Regions from separate parts of the Bombyx mori genome. Here region 1 is linked to region 2. Evidence: chromatin contacts called from public Hi-C data. All regions are on one chromosome and are shown on one strand. The core of a region is the stretch at or near the end of the contact, and the rest is flanking DNA. Distances in the headings are between cores, read along the strand shown. Region 1 holds the start of LOC100529238 (daxx). Region 2 holds the start of LOC101737853 (oocyte zinc finger protein XlCOF6).

The links. Hi-C and Micro-C count contacts between places; a contact is called where the count stands out from the background.
Region 1: a Hi-C map of posterior silk gland shows a contact between it and region 2, with 1.7 times the contacts expected there. The contact joins the promoter of LOC100529238 here to the promoter of LOC101737853 in region 2. A contact is called at or near these places in 2 of 7 Hi-C or Micro-C datasets (middle silk gland and posterior silk gland).

The regions. Positions count from the first base shown.
Region 1 is chr3:2,872,230-2,879,460 of ASM3026992v2, reverse strand. It overlaps LOC100529238 (daxx), which reads right to left and starts at 3,228. Exons shown (of 6, transcript NM_001202538.1): 1 at 3,187-3,228; 2 at 1,510-1,942; 3 at 802-1,273; 4 at 64-326. The coding sequence starts at 3,228. LOC110385210 (a long non-coding RNA gene) reads left to right here and starts at 3,952. Exons shown (of 4, transcript XR_005246534.2): 1 at 3,952-4,449; 2 at 4,562-4,633; 3 at 5,127-5,175. It overlaps LOC732972 (F-actin capping protein beta subunit), which reads right to left. Exons shown (of 6, transcript NM_001046969.2): 6 at 6,298-6,806.
Region 2 is chr3:2,556,344-2,563,531 of ASM3026992v2, reverse strand. LOC101737853 (oocyte zinc finger protein XlCOF6) reads right to left here and starts at 4,709. Exons shown (of 12, transcript XM_012688523.4): 1 at 4,485-4,709; 2 at 4,224-4,398; 3 at 3,569-3,694; 4 at 3,190-3,327; 5 at 2,683-3,018; 6 at 2,073-2,203. The coding sequence starts at 4,570.

The DNA.
Region 1 (7,231 bases), core at 1,979-4,478, 320 kb before region 2:
TGCATCGCTAGATACGAATGCACCATGATAAATTTGGGTATTCATGTAGATACAATAAATTACCTTCAGACATGACCTGCACAGCATTCCAGCCCAAACTCTCAGTAGCATTGGCCTCTGCTACACACATCATCACGTCATGGAAATCAGGGAACGGTGGCTCTCCATTTGACCCTATGTTCTCATTGAGGAACTGTTCAAGTTTTTGTACAGGTGCAGGAGGATGATCTTTTGCAACTTGCAGTCGAACTTCGCGTCTTTTAATTGGCTCATCTCCAGTAAGACTACACAGCTCTTTATACAGATCCACAATCTTTTGTTTTAACCTGTAACAACAGACAGTTTTATCATATTACCACGGTGATGAGCAGAACTCACCTGTTGTTAAAAGTTACTAAAGCCCATAGCTACCACAACTTCATTTTAAAGTAGAACTTAGTACCCTTCAAACTGGAATGCATGATTGATTTTATTTTGAAGAAAAGGAGAACAAGGGTTTCTAGACAATCCTATAAATCCTTAAAATGTCCAAGCTAGTAATAACCAGGTTCCATACTCATATTTCCGGATTGATAGCCAGACAAAAACATTTTCTCAACAACAACAAGACATCATGTTGGTCCAAATTTCTGTAAAAATTATGTTCCAATTTGTGATAATTAAATCTTGTCATAGTGGCAAAAAAGTTCATTGGTATGTATCAAACATTTCAAAGTCAAATTCTCTTAATAAGAGATAACTGCTCATGTGCACATGATATTGGTCTATCTATCCACAAATTCACACTCAATCAACACTCACTTTTCACTCTGAATATATGGTGAATAAAGAGAATCATCACAAACGTCCTGTTGCTCCAACTTAACTATTTTCTCTTTATAATTAGCAATAGTAATTTCAATTTCCTTGATTCGAGTCTCAGTATCAATTGTAGAGGATTTTTTTCCTACAGGTACTAGCAGTTCAGTCTTCTTGCTTTCTGAATCTTTCATAATAAAAAAATCAACATTAATATCTTGAACATCCTTAATTATTTTCGTTTCAACATCCATTTCCTTCATAGGTTCATTTGTACTATTTTCAGTCTTAATTGTTTCTCTTATAGTGATTTTGTTTTCATTTGAAAGTTTTGAACTGTTGTCAACAACAATTACATCGCTGTCATCATCTTTGATTTCTATAATGTTTGCTCCATTATCATCTAAGTTTATAAAGTTAAACCTAGATTTCTTTTTTGAAACCCCATCTACTGGTGATCTTCTCTGAAGAGCAGCTGTAGAAGGTAATTTAAATTTAAAAAAAAACATGAGACCACATAAATTTTCTAATTATTAATAGTAGCCACTGCTAAAAGGAGTAACTATTGACTTCTTCTAGGTTCATATTTTATTTGAAAATTTAATTTACAATTTATTTTCAACAATACTGGAAATTTTCAGTACTAATTTATTAAAAAATAAGTCTAAAAGTTTTTAAAAACAGTTAGAAGGTAAATTTAAAATTACTTACTGTCTTCTTTTAACTTATCTTGTAAAGCTGTGGACATTGTTATAAGCTTGGCCTTCTTCTTAACTTTATGAAGTTTCAATGCATCACACACACCTTTTATGTGCGAGAACTTGTGTTTTGGATCTAACTCTAACTTCATAAAGGCATTGTCCAAAATATTTTGAAACCGATGTGAACTTTTGTACTCAGGACATGTGTTCTGGTACAAGCCTAATAATGTGCGATTAACAATTCTCGCCATCCCATCTGAATTCTCCAGAGCAAAACATTTTTCTATAAATTTTACTAAATTCTTATTGTCTAAAAATATTTTATCATATTTTATGTCACAGGTTTGTCTGGTACTTGGATGTCCAACGTCATCATCTAAGACTATCATGCTTAATGAGTCAAGTGCATGATTCTTTATCCCCTTTTTTGGTGGTATTAAAATCTGCAATAAAATAATATAATTGTTTGTATTTTCAATATTTTTAATTTCATTGCATAAATGGATATAGCAGCTCAGTCTGCCTTGTTATTGACATTTAATTTTAGGTTTTTTTTTACGTGTACTCGATTTATGTATTTCATGCTATTAATACACCACAACCTAATATTTCTTTCATTATTATTATACAAAACAACAATGCTAAGAAAACAGCATCATCACTGTGAATGCAAAGAAACTAAAAACTTACTAGTGAATTAAAAATGTTTGTTTGTTGATTTGTTGCACAACTGATCAATTTGTAAGTTTATGAATAGCTTACATTAATAATATATTGCTCTTGTTCTAAGACTTGTTGTAGAAAAAGCTCAATTTTATTTCTCATGTTCTGTTAACAGTAACGGAATTTGCAAATTTTCCACTAAAGTTTAGATTAATTTAAATAAAAAAAGATTCCTGATTATTTAGATGAATTTTAATCGTCAATATTTTTTTTTAGTAACTGAGACAATACAGTATTTCTACATATCTAGTAAATTGGGAGACATTTTACTGGTGGTAGGACCTCTTGTGAGTCCGCGCGGGTAGGTACCACCGCCCTGCCTATTTCTGCCGTGAAGCAGTAATGCGTTTCGGTCTAAGGGTAGGGCAGCCGCTGTAACTATACTGAGATCTTACAACTGATATCTCAAGGTGCATTTACGTTGTAGATGTCTATGGGCTCCAGTAACCACTTAACACCAGGTGGGCTGTGAGATCGTCCACCCATCTAAGCAATAAAAAAAAACATACTTAAAAATACTATTACTCTATTTAATCACGACTTTATTATTTTCACTTCATATTTTCGACATTTCCAAGTATTTAGTTTTCACGGTTGCGGACGACCAAGGTGTTGCTCGTAGACAAATTACGGTTTGTTCAACATTAATAATAAATTATAAGCGCAAGATTAAACCGTAAACATTCTTCAAAACTTTCAGTTATAATTACGATTATTTGTAATCTATTAGAAGTAAATGTAAATTAGCTCGCATTTTTCAGATAACAAAATATTGAAGGATCAAGTTGAGTAGGTATGTACCGGTAGTAAAAAGCACTGCATTGCAGTGTTTTTTAAATATTTGCATTCATAAGCCTTGAGGCGTGATTGCAGTTACAGTGATAAAATAAAGTGTATTTTTAAAGATGTTCGTAACATTTTTGTTGTTTAACATTCTGTTTTGAGTAGAAAATCATCACCATACCACGTCGCTGACATCGTCGAAATCTGCTAAATCTCCAATCATTTCGACTTTTTACCAAACAATCCTTTGTTATGTTATTAATTTCTAATGGTGTAAATTAACGAGAAATAAAAAAAAATGAAAGCCATAGAATATGTGTGTCTCTGTATCTGCACTATTTTTTAACTCAAACGAAATTTCAAACAAAATTTCAAATTACACAATTTGACATATTGACTGAGTTTTTTTTTAAGGGATTTATGACCTGGTAACTGAGACCTTTAAGTCATGTCTTATTTTAATTTATATTCATATTTTTATGAAAAATGATATTATGGAGTGAAATGAAACGAAGATGTTTAATTTGAGACATTAATCAACTGGGATGAAATTAAATGAATGATATGGGATGAAATATAATCGCAGTAAAATGGTGGCTTACTGAGATTTTTTCAGTGGACTTTTTGGAGGAACCCGGGAAGTTACGTCCAGCAGCTTTGTTTCATTTTCCCACATTTGTGCACTTTCACAGATATTAAACAGTTAATAAACCACCGTTATTACACATTTAAACCTGAATAAACACGAAATAGACAAAATAAAACAAATCACACAACTTCACTCCTCGCGTTCCCGCCAAAAAGTCCTATTGACTGAGCTAGGTATTTTCAGTGTTTCCACTTACAATTTCCATTTTACCCTAGTTTCTTTTGAATTTATCTCTAAAATTCCCTAAACAACTTTCATAAATCCTTTATTTAGGGAGCATAAACAAAATACAGAAAATAAACCACAGCATATAATGTAGCTATATAATAACAAAATGCCCACAGAAGATCATAGATCTACAGGATTAGAATTTTTGGGAAGTCGACGCATTGCTTTTATATTCTTTTGCTGCACGCAACATAACACTGTTCGTTTTTAAAATTGAGAAATTGTTTGCGAGCAATCCCAGCTTTGTATGGAGCAAGCCGTTCAGGGTTTCATTAGAAAGCCCGTTTTGTCAGTTTTTACATTTTTGAGAACACTGAATAGTCTTTCCACCTCAGTCTTTGAAGAAGATGCTGCTAGTAAAACTGAAATGACAACTTCAAGGTTTTGGTAAATGAAATTACCATGATAATTTTTCATGGTACATGAAGTACCTATAGCGTGTGATGCGTGCGATGATACCACTGAGAAAAACAATGCACCCATCATTTTTAGATGAGTCTTCTAAAGGTATTTCGAACGTTACCAGTTACTACAGTAGGTGGTAGGACCTCTTGTGAGTCCACGCGGGTAAGCAATAAAAAAAACTTAAAGTAAAATATTTTATGTACGCCTTCATATTATTATGTAATCCACCGTTATGACGTCATAAGACTGATAGCAGCATCTGTATTTGTTCCAGCATGGTTTTGTTGTACTATTGGCGTTACTGGTGTCCGGTCCTCCAAAATAACAAGAAAACCAAAGGAATAAGGTATATTTAATAACAAATACACATGTATGCAAATAAACATGCTTTTATTAGTAGAGTATTTCTAAGAAGTGAAATGAATAACAGTTGTTTTGTCTAGTACTATTAACAATAATATCTTCTTTTTTTTTGTATTTTGGAAGGCAGAGGACCTTAAACGATTTCTTGATTTTACAAAATTAAAACACAAATATTATTTCATTCGATTATTAGAAAAAAAACGAATAGAGTGCAATCTCAGGTGGCTTGAGCACTGATCAACGCTTTGCCGACATCACTCTGTAGCGCTCTGGCTTTACTAATTTAATCATTCGCTAAACATTCTGATGGCGTCAGATAATGGGCTGGTCCACACTGTTACCCAAAACAAATTACAATACGTGCAAATTGTGTTTAAACCAACAAATTGGGATAAGCTTAAGAATAATCGAAACTATTAAGATTTTAATTGCCAACATAACTGAATTACAACACAATTAATTTTTAATTATCATAGATCTGAAATCGAGTGCTCAGCTGATCTGTATTCCGGCGTCTAAATTGAGGTGAGTTCAACGACTATAGTATGGTCACGAATGGTGAGCTAACGCCATAACTCAAGAACTGACATGAAGTTTTTTATTTTTTTTTATTGTCTAGATGTGTGGACGAGCTCACAGCCCACCTGGTGTTAAGTTGTTACTGGAGCCCATAGACATCTACAATGTAAATGCGCCACACACCTTGAGATATAAGTTCTAAGGTCTCAGTATAGTTACAACGGCCGCCCCACCCTTCAAACTGAAATGCATTACTCATAAGGCGACGTGGTGAGATTACCGTAAACGATAGTAGAATACGGAAATCCACAATTTAATACAAAAAAGGCAGCGAGCCAGCACTGTAACACTTTTGTTTCGTAATTAAGATATTCCGAATCTTTTCCGATTTCCATAGTAGAACCCAATGCATAGATTATACACAATATGAGAACTAAATCTATGATCTATACCTATGGTACTATGGTGGATCGTACTATGTGGGACGTGCAAAATGAAGTGTTTTATAAGCTATTGCATAGCTTTTATCGCGGGCTTTGAGCGCGGCGACTGAAGCAAGAAATTCCGTAACGAAAAAAAATCTAACACCCCTCACTCTGCCTTTGTTTAATTATAATTGCTGTTGATAAGAAATGCTATGCAATAGCTTTACCGCGGCAGTCCCCGAGTGCCACACCTGGTTTTTTTTTCTGGGTAGGTTGATAAAATGCACTTGGTTTCCAAGTCTGTTTACTAATTTTATTCAAAAATTATCAAAAACAGAAATTGCTTTAAACCTGATCACATTCTCCTCCAAATTGCTAAAATTAAATTACAATGTTAATTTTATCTTTATATACCTTACCCTACATTTACTAAAAGACAAAAAATAACTCTTCAAGTACTAATTAGGTTTACATAGCGCATTATGTACTCTATTCTTACATAAACTTTTTTTTACACTATTTTTTTTTTAAATTGCATACTATGAACACTTACTAAGGTTTTTTTTTCTAAATTTAGACTATTCGCGGTTATCGATGAGTCAATCATATATAGTCCTTAAAAATATTAAAAATTTTGACAGAAAATTTAGTTATTAGTCAAGTTTCAATCTGCGAAATTAAGAAGAATTAAAACTTCAATCACTTACTTCTTATTAATATATATTTTTATTTTAAGGCATAAAGCATTGAACAATTCAATCATTATACATCATTTTATTAAGCGAATTACTTAAGTTTACATTATTCTCTATACATTAACAAGAAATTTCTTTGAATTTTGACAATTTAAAAAAAAAATTTTAATGTAGGTAGGTACACTTAAAACGAAAGAGAGAAAGAGAGAGAGAGAAATCCAATGTATTTTTAATTAACTGAATAACGCCAAAATGGCCACTACTGAAGTTTATAAATCATCGAAATTGTTCTCTTTGTAAGTATGTATATATTTATTATTTTAACAAACGTAATTCTGAAGACTGTTAAAGCACCATAAACGGCCATATTTAAAATCTACATTTACACACTAACGAGACATATATACCGGGGGAATTAATTTAATGTTCATAAGTTCTCACACGTGAGGTTCGTTTCACTGTTTATCCTCTTGCAACACTTCTATCTTCGTTACATCACCGAACGTCTCCACCTCATCTGTAATTTTTTACGCGAAATATAAATACGGGTGACTCGCCTATAACACGGTACCCATAGACACAGCCCACTGAGTTTCTCGCCGGATCTTCTCAGTGGGTCGCGTTTCCGATCCGGTGGTAGATTCTGCGAAGCACTGCTCTTTGCTAAGATCAGTGTTAGCAACTCTCCGGTTTGAGCCCCGCGAGCTCACCTACAAATGTTAGGGTGAAGCTGAAATAGCCTCTCAAGGCTATCAGGTAAGGCAGGGAAAAAAAAATTACACGGTAGATACGTTCCTACAAAGTTTCCTGTTTTGCGAAACCGTATTATGACACTAGAAGTCAGTACAAAAAGGACAGTAATTTAACAATGAAACATCTCAACTACGGGCTGTATGTCATGTATTATTTTACATATTATACATAAAAAATAAGCAGAAAAAT
Region 2 (7,188 bases), core at 3,460-5,959:
TAGGCCCAAAGCGGACAATAGATTATAGAAAAAATACTTAGTGCATTAATTTTGTCATAAATAAATATGCATTTACTTTCTTCCAAATAAGCGCCACTACAGTTTACAATAAGTAGTTTAAAAAAAGTAACTCTATTGAAAAAAACAAAAATTTTATTTTTGCGGGAAAAATATTGCCAACTTCAAAACCTTTTACGTATTAAGTAAACATTTTAAGTATATAAAAAAACATATAAATAAATCATTTTAAATATTATCATTAATCAATCGATTTTAATCGATTTTAAGCACATAAAATAACATCAAAGACATACCCATTGGACTTTAACTTGTTACTATACTTGAGACCTTAGAACTAATATCTCAAGGTGGGTGGCGCATTTACGTTGTGGATGTTTATGGGCTCCAGTAACCACTTAACACCAGGGTGGCTGTGAGATCGTCCACCCATCTAAGCAATAAAAAAAAACTTAACTTGTATTGTTATTTAAAAAAAAGTGTGTGTGTCCGCTCCGACGCACGACTGGAGTTTACTGGATATAAAAAATTAAACGAAACAATACGAGAAATAGTTCTATATTACGACAACACGATACACTACAGATTATTAACAAATTAACGAGACACAAAACAAACGACTAACAAATATATGAAAATACAATAATGAGAGAAACGCGCGATCAGTACGAGGCTTTGTGGCGGACTGCCGGCGCAGCAGCCCGGCGTCACCTGCGATAACGCATTTCGTGTGACATGCGCAATCAGGCGCATAACGCATTTCGTGTGACATGCTAGTACGATTTTGGTCCCCATAATTTTCATACCCCGGGCCTATATATGTAAATCGATTCTAAAGGAGTAAACTCCAATATGTACAACTAAAACAAAAACATAAAAAATAAAATATAATGTGTACTCGTAAAAAAAAGATTAAGAAATAAATACAATATCGGTTATTTAAAAAAATGATCGATATATGAATTTCATGTGATTATTTTTCTTTATACTGACAACACTGATTTTAATCTGACTGACTGACACTTCGCTTGCTGCTTGTGCTTGCGTTCAAAATGGATGTGTTTTGATTTTTCTTCGATTTATTTTGCTTTTATCAATAACGTTTCATACTACGGCTGGAAACCATTGTGTGAATTGTGGTTTTAACCTGACCGAGATTTAAAACCGTGTATATGCTCTCCTGTGCTATTTTTAGATGATTTACTAATTGTGTATGAAGATGAAGAAAATATAGAATAATATAAATATTTAAAGAAGTATGTGTGTTTTTTATACCCTAATAACTACAATTGGATAAAAATACATTAGGAACATCTTAAACATTAAAAAAAGAAAAGTTCTTGAGGTATTTATATAGAAAATTAACCTCAAAACGAGTTTTTTATTTTTATTATATTTTTTATAATAGTGGCGTCAATTTTAATATATTTTTTAGATATCTAATACATTTAAGAATTGGAATCAGTCCATTTTTATAGTAATATTTAATGTCCACCTTGGGCCTAGTACACTGGAGAGTGGGCAATCCCCTTTAAAACAAAACATTTTTTTATTGCTTAGATGATTAATGGAGCTCACGGCCCACCTGCTGTTAAGTAGTTACCGGAGCCCATAGACATCTACAACGTAAATGCCGCCACCCACCTTGAGATATGTGTTCTAAGGTATCAGTATAGTTACAACGGCTGCCCCGCCCTTCAAACCGAAACGCATTACTGCTTCACGGCAGAAATAGGCAGGGTACCACCAGTAAATACCTTCTCGATCGCGTAAATGTTTACTCAAATTTGGTATGGAGTTAGTACAACGCCCCTAGCGGCAAACGATGGGAAGCTGTTCCAACTCCATACATACAAGTTAGAAAAACTCGCCCTAAGCCAACAGGACGGGTGGATTGTCCGTGCGTAGCACAGCTGCTCCCAATAATTAGCCAGTTTTATAAATGTTACACGACAAAAAAAAAATACAATACTTTCATTTTTACTTAGTTAAAACTATTGACACGTTAAAACGTAAATAAATACTGACTACTAAAAATCATTCGTGACACTCACGCATCACTAAGTGTTTTAGGGCAGCTTTTATACTGGAACTTCTTCTTGTGCGTGTGTCGCCTGTGCAAGTCTACGGAAGCTTCACTCTTGAAACGAAGCTTACATATGGGACACTCGGCTTTATTACGACTCTGTAAATAAACTTTTATTTTAGTTGTGATTTGATAAGTGAATTATCCCTCTGTTAATGAAGTTATGAAATCCTTGCATAGCAACGACAAGTTCAATTAACAATGATTTTTCCAATTGAGAACAGTGATGAGAGAACACTTTTGAGAGAAATTGTTTCTAATGTTTGCTAGTGTACTTAATGCAAACACTGTGTAATGTAGTTCACACAAATCGGTAGCACACCACCCTGCCCATTTCTACTGTGAATTCAAGTTGGGTTCTGTTGAAAGCTATACATTATTTCAACAAAATTTCTAGTTCCATTTAATGTTTCAAGGGCTGAAAAATGGCATCTCATAAGCCTAAACACTTCCTTGTTCTGGGAACCCCACTATATCCAACTGCAAACTCAGAAATGCAGTAATGAAGATCGACAAAATGATACAAAAGAACAAAACCTGTATGGATATTAGGTTTTGGATATTTAATATTCACTGACCTTTAGACTCTTAGTTTTCTTCAATAAACTTAATGATTTATCGTCACTACAATCAGATCCAACCGAAATATTATCTCTATCATTGTATCTCATCCCTCCATCAATAATATCAGATGTATCATAATTCTTTGAATTTTCAACCATAGCATCCAAATGATTTTCTAATTTTACATTTATTTCTCCATTTTTGCATTCAAAATCAAATTTCATTGATGATCTATTTTGTTGGTTTTTAGAACCGTGTTCTACATAATAATGTGTTTGATTGGTTGTAGATAATGATGAACACAAGTTTAACTGTTTTCTATTGATTCTTCGTATTAGATCTTTAGTTACCTAAAAAATATTTCAATTATTTAAACAGTACAGCATAGTCTCTATTTATTATGATTGTTATTGGGAAATTTGCAGTTTGTTCAAATGTACATTCCATTATATAATGCTATTATAAGGTGTAATAATTAATATATATGTATATCTATCTATTTCAATTTATCAAAAAGATACCATTCCATTTCGCGCAAATACATCTAGCAATGTTGCCTGAGCTACAACACTCTTCTCAATAAGTTTGCAACACTTGCCAACCTCAGCTGCACACATGTAACACACAAACTGTGGAAGTCCATCTGTTTGTAATTTTTCCTGAAAAAAATAACTTCATGTTTCACCATCAACAAAAAGGTGCTAAATTCTGAAAATACTTAAATACCCTTATGTAACTGCGATTCAGAAAAAATGTGCAAACAGATAAACAGACAATAAATTCCAAATTTAACATTAATAACTGAATGCAACGGCAATCTCAAAAATTTTGACTACTGAAGAAAAGTCCCAGGAATATAATTATCTTGAATATTCTATAGGAAAAGAAAACAAAACCTACCCTTAACACTAATATTTGTTCCATATAAGACTTTAATCTTCCTTCTTGAGTACTGTACATTTTAACATCATTTGCCAGACATATTCTACAGACTTTTACCTCAGAAGCATCAAAATTAGAGCTCAACTGAAAACAAATGGTGTGACTGTAGATCAGAAATTTGAATATACCTAAGTCTGTACAAAACACTTAATAGTTTAGTATCTATTATTCTTTATATTAATATTTATATCAACCACTTACATAAGAAACTATGTAAAATTGTTATTTTAAATACCTTAATTAACAAACATAATTTCACCAACTGACTTATACAATACCATTTAGAATACAGAAAAACTATGATGAAAATAAAGATTGATTATTATAAGTCTAAGTACTATTTTATTAAATCAGTGTTAGTCTGTTATAATAGATAAATCACCCAGTTTTTACCCAACAGTAAGCAGAGCTCACTGATATCACATAGTGAATACCTTGAAACATGAAATCTAAATCTGAATTTCTTTGCAATAATGGCTATTATGTCCATCAGACTGGAATGTAGGATTGAATCCTTACCACAACCTACCTGAAATTAATTTAGTAACATGTGTTACAAAGGGATGAATTCTATTTTTGTAAATTTTTGTAAACACTTGAGCTGGAAGCTTACAGGTAAATTTAGAACAGGTATAGCATCATCCTTGATTCTAGTTCTACAGTTCTCGTAATTGACATAGTCGCGATCAAAGTGTATACTGCAGATACGTGCATAGGCCGGTGGATCCCAATTAGAACGGCCAATCGCTTTCACCCATTTAGCCTTCATTAATGAATTTGTTGGGAACCTGAATGTAAATATAATAAAGTATAAATAATTATTAAGTTATGCTACAGTCGTATCTTAATTAACTTGTAAAAAACATTTTTTTACGCATGGAATGTTATGTTCGAATTCGGGTCTTTCTTCTTCATTTTGCTATTATTAGTACATCCTTTCACACAACAATAGCAAACCATTTTTTTAATGTAATATTTTACTAATCGAGTCAAAATTGTAATAAGTGCCTATTCACATATTATGTAGGAATTATCTACTTCGGAATTCCAAATTTCAAAACAAATCGAGTTTCATCGCTTGTCATTTTTGTAAGGGATTTTATGACCGGGTAACTAAGACCTTTAAGTCATGTCTTATTTTAATTTATATTCTTATTTTTATGAAAAATGATAATATGGACTGAAATGAAATGAAATGAAGATGATTAATTTGAGACATTAATCAACTGGGATGAAATTAAAAGAAACGAGGTTTTCTGTGAAACAAGCAGCAACCTACAGTAGCAAGTGGAAAGATTTTAACAACAGCGCCATAAACTAAATTAAACTATACTTCGGCCAAGTTCCCATATGCACTGGGAGTACTGGTTACTATTTAAAACGGAACGCAATACAGTACGCTAACATCACCCCTACCCTGAGTGACAGGGAGTTTTTCGCCCGGGTAGTGGGGTTTGCCCCAAGGCCCGTTCCGTGCCCCCGCAAGGATGTACGATGACCCTCCTAACTTAGTATAGTGCGCAGTACAACAATTACTGTTTAAATTTAATTAAATTTAAAAAATTAATATTCACGTTATTGTCAGTTGAATTAATCGCATTATAAAAGTTAGTATACTTTTTAGTAAAAGAAAAAATGTTTTCCAAGCAATTTAATGTATATTAATAACCGAATGTACATTATTTTATTCTATCATCAATAGTTTTTGTAGGGCACGTGATGTAAAGAATATTTTAGATAATTTTTTTACACCTTGGGTTACACTAAAGGAGTTTTAGTAAGGACCCCTCATTTTTTTTAAAGTAATTATAGCCTATGTTACTTGGGAATAACGTAGCTTCCAAATAATGAAAGAATTTTTCAAATCGGTTCTGTAGTTTCGGAGCCTATTCAATACAAACAAACAAACAAATCCTTCCTCTTTATAAAATTAGTATAGATATAGAAAATAAGACATAACTTAAAGATCTTAGTTACCAGGTCATAAAATCCATTAAAAAAAATGACAAGCAATCAAAGTCAAACTTTTTGGCGGGAACGCCAGGAGTGAAATTGTGTGATTTGTTTTATTTTGTCTATTTAGTGTTTCTTCAGGATTAAATGTTTAATAACGGTGGTTTATTAACTGTTTATGTGGTAATTATGTTAAATAATGAAACATAGTTCTTCGGATGTACATACTGACTTTTTTATTCTTTACATAAAATTATACGACTAACAAATTGTTGCTAGGCAACAACTATTCTTCTTAATATAAACTTATGATGGTTACATATACTAAGAAGGCCAGTTCTAACACCCCCACTTAACCACATAAGTTTTATACATTTATTAAGTTTAATTCTGTTCACTGTTTTTGTTTTGCATCAGCGAATTGTATCCATCTAACATGGCTGTGTGCCATAACTCTCGATCCGAACGTTCCAATGTGTCCTCAACTGACTTAGGATCTGATCCCTCGGTAATCAAAAAATTATAGATCATATCTTCTTGTATTTTGGGACGTCTAATCCTCTTTGAATAACGACGTTCGTTTGTAGAGGTGGTTGATTCATTTGTAGAAGTGGTTGGATCAGGAGTATTCATTTCCAATTCCCCCACTGCATCAGGATCTCCTATATGGACAGGAACCTGAGACATAACCGGATGATAATTACTATTTATTGAAATTTCATTGTTCTGAATACTATCCACCGACTCCAGATGAATGGTCTCTTTGCCATAATTCTGAACATTTTCAAAAAATACTGCGTCCCGAGCGATTATTAGCCGAGTTGGATTCTTAATATCCACGAAACGATAGCCTTTTTGATTCAAACTATAGCCAATCATAATTAATTCTCTTGACTTTGAATCAAATTTCCTTCTATTGTTTCCCTTAATGAGTACTTGAGCTTTACTACCAAAAACCTTGAGATTGGTGATATCCACTCGTTCACCTGACCACACTTCTTCAGGAACTTTGTCTGAGATAGCCATGGTTGGAGACCTATTTTTTAAATATATAGCTGTTTTTTGGACAAACCACTATCTTGCAACATACAACGTGCCTTTTCAATTACAGTACGAATTGTACGCTCTGCCACTCCATTTTGTTGCGGAGTGTGTGCCACTGAAGTCTGATGATGGATACCATTCGCTCGTAAAAAGCTTTGAAATTCATCGTTTATGTATTCACTACCATTATCGCTACGCAATTTTTTGATCTTTTTATTAGTTTGATTCTCCACAAACACCTTGAATTCCTTAAATTTAGCAAATACTTCTGTTTTGGATTTCAACATATATCCCATAACTTTCCGACTAAAATCATCAACAAAGATAAGAAAATATCGAGCACCACCCCATGTCTCTTCCTCCATGGGTCCAGCTAAATCTGTGTGAATCAACTCCAATATATCCTTAGCTCTTTTATTCTTTCTTTTTGGGAACTTTTTTACGCACTGTTTACCTTTACAACAACTGACGCATGGTTCCTTACTAAATTCATTCAAGGTAAAGCCATCAACCAACCCTCTTAATTTATTCATTAGAGCTGGTGATAAATGACCTAAACGCCTATGCCACAACTTATATTG